2 separate regions of the Capra hircus genome follow, and region 1 is linked to region 2. A link is a contact called in public Hi-C data. All regions are on one chromosome and are shown on one strand. Each heading gives the region's core, a stretch centred on a gene start, on an enhancer-like site or on the middle of the called end of the contact. The rest is flanking DNA. Distances are from core to core; before and after follow the strand shown. Region 1 has its middle 74 kb from the start of MIR30D. Region 2 overlaps ZFAT (zinc finger protein ZFAT).

Region 1 (2,700 bases), core at 174-2,673, 160 kb after region 2:
CCCATGGACTGCAGCCCACCAGGCTCCTCTGCCCATGGGGTTTTCCAGGCAAGAGTACTGGAGCGGGGTGCCATTGCCTGGTTCCTCTGCCTTTTCTAAATCCAGCTTGAACATCTGGAAGTTCATGGTTCATGTACTGTTGAAGCCTGGCTTGGAGAATTTTGAGTATTACTTTGCTAGTGTGTGAGATGAGTGCAATTGTGTGGTAGTTTGAACATTCTTTGGCATTGCCTTTCTTTGGGATTGGAATGAAAACTGACCTTTTCCAGTTCTGTGGCCACTGCTGAGTTTTCCAAATTTGCTGGCATATTGAGTGCAACACTTTCATAGCATCATCTTTTAGGATTTGAAATAGCTCAACTGGAATTCCATCACCTCCTCTAGGTTTTTTGTAGTGATGCTTCCTAAGGCCCACTTGATTTCACATTCCAGTATATCTGGCTCTAGGTGAGTGATCACACCATTGTGGTTATCTGGGTCATGAAAATCTTTTTTTGTATAGTTCTTCTGTGTATTCTTGCCATCTCTTCTTAATATCTTCTACTTCTGTTAGGTCCATACCATTTCTGTCCTTCAGATTGAGCCCATCTTTGCATGAAATGTCCCCTTGGTATCTCTAATTTTCTTGAAGAGATCTCTAATTTTTCCCATTCTGTTGTTTTCCTCTATTTCTTTGCATTGGTCGCTGAGGAAGGCTTTCTTATCTCTCCTTGCTATTCTTTGGAACTCTGCATTCAAATGGGTATATCTTTCCTTTTCTACTTTGCCTTTCGCTTCTCTTCTTTTCTCAGCTATTTGTAAGGACTCCTCAGACAGCCATTTTGCCTTTTTGCATTTCTTTTTCTTGGGGATGGTCTTGATCATTGGCTCTTGTACAATGTCTCAAACCTCCGTCCATAGTTCTTCAGGTACTCTATCTACCAGATCTAGTCCCTTGAATCTCTCTGACTGTTAAGAAACCTTAATTAAAATAACACTAATCCTTAGAATCCAGTGGAATCAATACTAACAGAAGCACTATGTTTGTCAGATGTTGGGGACTCAGAGAGAAGGGGGTCCTTGGAGATGAGGAGGAGAAAGGGTTGGGGGAGGGCCATCTCAGCAGAAAGAAGAAGGTGCTTGGCCCTGGTGTTCTGGATCCTCTCGGCTTCCCTGGCGGCTCAGCAGTGAAGAATCTGCCCGCAATGCAGGAGACACAGGAGATGCAGGCTCGATCCCTGGGCGGGAAGATCCCCTAGGGAAGAAACGGCTACCCACTCAAGTATCTTGCCTGCAGAATCCCATGGACAGAGGAGCCTGGTGGGCTACGGTCCGCGGGGCCACACAGAGTCAGACCGACGGAGCACGCACACACTAGGGAGCATGTTGAGGTCAAATTTGGAAAAAAATCCTGTTATCCCTTCCTACAAATGTTACAGCCTCACATTTCAGCTAACACCTTCTTCTGGGGAGGGGCATTAGCAATGCTCAGAACTAGCCAAGTTTCCCAGCAGCTATAAACTTACAAAGACCTTGCTGACAACTGGACCTGGTAAAGAAAAACCAAAACCAACTTTCTTCCATAAATCCCAATGAGTGTTACAGTGCCCTCTGGTGGTGCAAAGTGAAATGACAAACCTGCTGGTCTCAGAGGAAAACGTCGGATTGTTCTCTACTCTGTTTGCTTAGTAATAAATGTATTTATTGTGCTTCAAACTCATGCACCCACCATTTGCAGACCTGGCCAGCATCGTCTCTTTCATTATGTCTCCTATATTTACATTGGCAATAACTTCTACCTCAGTTCAGTTCAGTTCAGTTGCTCAGTCGTGTCCAACTCTTTGTGACCCCATGGACTGCAGCATGCCAGGCTTCTTGCCCTTCACCAACTCCCAGAGCTTACTCAGACTCATGCTCATCGAGTTGGTGATGCCATCCTACCATCTCATCCTCTGTCGTCCCCTTCTCCTCCCGCCTTCAATCTTTCCCAGCATCAGGGTCTTTTCCAACGAGTCCGTTCTTCGCATCAGGTGGCCTGAGTATTGGAGCTTCACCTTCAACATCAGTCCTTCCAATGAATATTCAGGACTGATCTCCTTTAGGATGGACTGGTTGGATCTCCTTGCAGTCCCAGGGACTCTCAGAGTTTTCTCCAACATCACAGTTCAAAAGCATCAATTCTTCGGCACTCAGCTTTCTTTATCGTCCAGTTCTCACGTCCATACATGACCACTGGAAAAACCATAGCCTTGACTAGACGGATCTTTGTCGGCAAAGTAATGTCTCTGCTTTTGCCTACCCCATCCTTATTACTCATCCATGCATTTTTTACTTACTGGTTGAGAAACGATATGCTGGGTTTTTCAACTTGCCCTGCATTTGAGGTACCTGTGAGCCTTTCTCTGTCTTCCCAGGCACAACAGAAGCTTCTGGAAGGTGGAGAATCAAAGTGAATCTCTGTGTTTGAGAGCGGGGATGAACATGAATTAGGACCAAACCAAATGTGGCCACTTGTACCTTCAAGAGGGGTGTGTGTAACACTATTTACACAAAAGGGTATAGACACTTCTTTTTTTACTTATGTTTAAAAATTCTCATTGATGTATAGTTCTCTGCCCCGCTCCATTGGCATATGGGCTGCTGGGTTCCACTGTGACTTAGGGTTGTGGTTGTCAAGACTATTATGGAGCTGGAGAAGAAGGAGGAGAACAAGCAAGTTAA
Region 2 (2,700 bases), core at 117-2,616:
AAATGTGAGTCTTTCAATCAGTGAAATGCAGAGACATTCCCAGGTTCCGATGGAGACGCAGCCTGGGAGGCTGGACTCCCGACAACCCCTGCTCTTCCCCTGGAAGGCCCCGTATCCCCACTCGGCACCCCCAACAAACACACTTGCCTGGGGGCCCTGCCTCTGGGCTCACCTCCATGAGAGCACTTCAAACTCTGCTTTCAAGGGAAGTGACAAACCTCCCCTGAGGGCCACACTCCCGGTCACCTCTCATCCTGAGGAGCAGGGTGCCTGCCAGCCCGCTAGGCACCTCTGTGAGAAAGAAAAAAGGGCGCCATTTCCTGAAGACATTCGCTCCCTCTGTCAGAAAGTGGTTATAACATATTGATTCTGTGAGAACAAGATACTTGACTACCACTTGCAAAGAACTGTCATAATGAACAGACGAATCCATGGCGTGAAGTGACGCCCTCAGATATGCTACCCTCATGCAGTGCGCAACCTGCACAGCTGTACACAGCGGCCCTGACGAGCTGGCCACAAAGGCATTACTCGCCATGTTACAGACGAAGCAGCTGCAACCTGCCCAGCAGACCAAGTTCAGGCCTGTCTGTTTTCGAAACTACTCGGTCCACATCTAACGAACTTAAAAAACTCAGGTAGAAACACAGGTCCGGGCCAGTGGGACCCTGTGAGGAATACAAGAAGCCTTGGGTCCCACCCTATACCCAGCTTCGTGGCTACAGAGGCATTTCTAACAAGTAATCACAACTAAGAGGAGCTACACCAAAAAGGAAACTTTACTCTCTGTGTGTTTATTTTGTGCAATTTACAACAGCAACTCCCTTCAGGGAGCAGTAAGCTGGGAAATGAGAATGCCAGATGCAGGGCCACCAACCCACCAGAACACACATTTAATAAACATGCCTCCACACAGCTTGGCAGCAGGTCTGAAGCAGGGAACAGAGAACCACCACGTACAGTGGACCAGCTTTCCTTGGCAAAAAAAAAAAAAAAAAAACACGATTACCAGCACAGAGTAAACCCAGGGCCTTCAGGCCAGAGTGCGAATCATACACGCGCCAGCAGCACCCTCTGGTGGCCAGTCTGAGCACTACACCCCCCCATTCCTGGGATGAAGCCATTCCCAAGATGGGGTAGACAGACCCTCATGAAAATACGGAGAACATTCCCGAGTCCTAACTCCACCAGGTGCCATCCTTGGTCCGCCACCCACTTCATTTTCACATTAACCCAGTGAGGGAGGGGCGGCTCTCCCCACTTGTAAACAAGTAAACTGAGCCCAGGGAGGGGACTCCGAGGTCACCAACAGCGGGTGAGCACACAGTGAGCTGAGAGGCCCAGACCTGGCCGTGAACCCCCCTGGGCCCCGCAGCCCTGCGCCCCGGCACGCGGTCCCGGCCTCCTGGGCCTCCATGCCCACACCTGCTGGGTGTCTGCTGGAGCAGCAGGGCGCTCCCAGCTCGCCGACTGACCCCTCCGAGGCACCGCCGCAACCGAAGCAACAGGAAGGGCGCCCACCTGAGTCAGGACCTGGGTCCCCCGCTCCCCACCTCCACGGTGGCGGGGGAGTCTGCCTAAGTCTCTGAGCCTCTCGAGGCCCCAATGAGAAGTGGCCTTCGAATGGCTTAGAATGGAACTTCACTCAGAGGCTAATTTACAGAGAGACAGACAGAGCCACCTGGACGGAACCCAGGGTGTGCCGGCAGCCCTAGCCAGCGCCCGCTGCTCCCACGCCTGGAGGGGCCCAAAAGGCACCTGCCCTCTCGCCTGCCACCTCCACCCCCAAGATCCCCGCCCCCCAGCTCTGAGACTCAGTGGGCGGAAGTTCCAATAAATGCATGCCCTCATTTGTGGTATTATTACCATGCAGCTCATGAAATGCTGATGAGCACGCCAACTTCCATAGCCCACAAAGTTAACATTTCTATTAGACGCAAAGGAGAAAGCCCCTGGGTGTTCCTTTGTTGAAACTGGATTAACGAAATAAAATGAGAAATGCTCAGTATCAGCTATAATTAAGCCTGGGCCAAACAGTGGCATTATAATTTTATGCATACGCATTTCTTCCACGTTGAAACTTGGCATAATTTTTTTTAAGTTATTTTTAAGCACTCTCAAAGTGAGAGCCCTGGGCAATAGAGTCTACTCACATTTACCATAATCACAGCTGAAGAGCAGCCCTAGGGCCCTTTCCGTGGGAAAGCACCACAAATAATTTGATGTAAACAGGAACCGCATCCCCGTTACCCAGTTATCTAAGTGGCAGCACTATGCCCGCCCCAGCAGATGTGGGGGAGGCTCCAAGGAGGTAGGAGCCCCCACGGGGACCCCTGACATCACCACTTCCCTTACGCAAGTCACCCAGGTGGCCCCGGAACTCCCAGGCCAACCACCACATCTCCAGGGCCATTTCCATGGGATAAACAAGGTGTGCAAAGTGCTCGCCCATCTTAGTGTTTCTGTGGGCTCCCCCACCAGGCCTCTGAGTTTCTGGTCCAAGGGTTTTGTTGTTTTAGTTTATTTGGGTTCCTTTGCGGGGGGGGGGGGGGGGGCGGGCACCGTCAGTCTTAACTTTGGAAGGTGATGGGCCGCCTGGCGCCGGCTTTGGCACTGGGCCTTGGGACAGAGGCTTTGGGCTCAGACCCCACCGTGGCTACTTCTGTGTGGCTAGAAGGGCCTCTCCCATGACGAACCCAC

Evidence for each region. Hi-C and Micro-C count contacts between places; a contact is called where the count stands out from the background.
Region 1: a contact with region 2 is called in a Hi-C map of blood, with 6 times the contacts expected there. The contact joins two enhancer-like sites. A contact is called at or near these places in 3 of 5 Hi-C or Micro-C datasets (blood and liver).

The regions. Positions count from the first base shown.
Region 1 is chr14:75,018,733-75,021,432 of ARS1.2, forward strand. No RefSeq gene overlaps it. Among named protein-coding and RNA genes, the nearest start is that of MIR30D, 74 kb to the left of the region's middle. Within about 2 kb of position 1,424, at least 2 of the 5 cell types and tissues checked have an H3K27ac peak or open chromatin away from gene starts, as enhancers often do.
Region 2 is chr14:74,858,050-74,860,749 of ARS1.2, forward strand. All of the region lies in intron 1 of ZFAT (zinc finger protein ZFAT), which reads right to left. Among named protein-coding and RNA genes, the nearest start is that of ZFAT, 13 kb to the right of the region's middle. Within about 2 kb of position 1,367, at least 4 of the 5 cell types and tissues checked have an H3K27ac peak or open chromatin away from gene starts, as enhancers often do.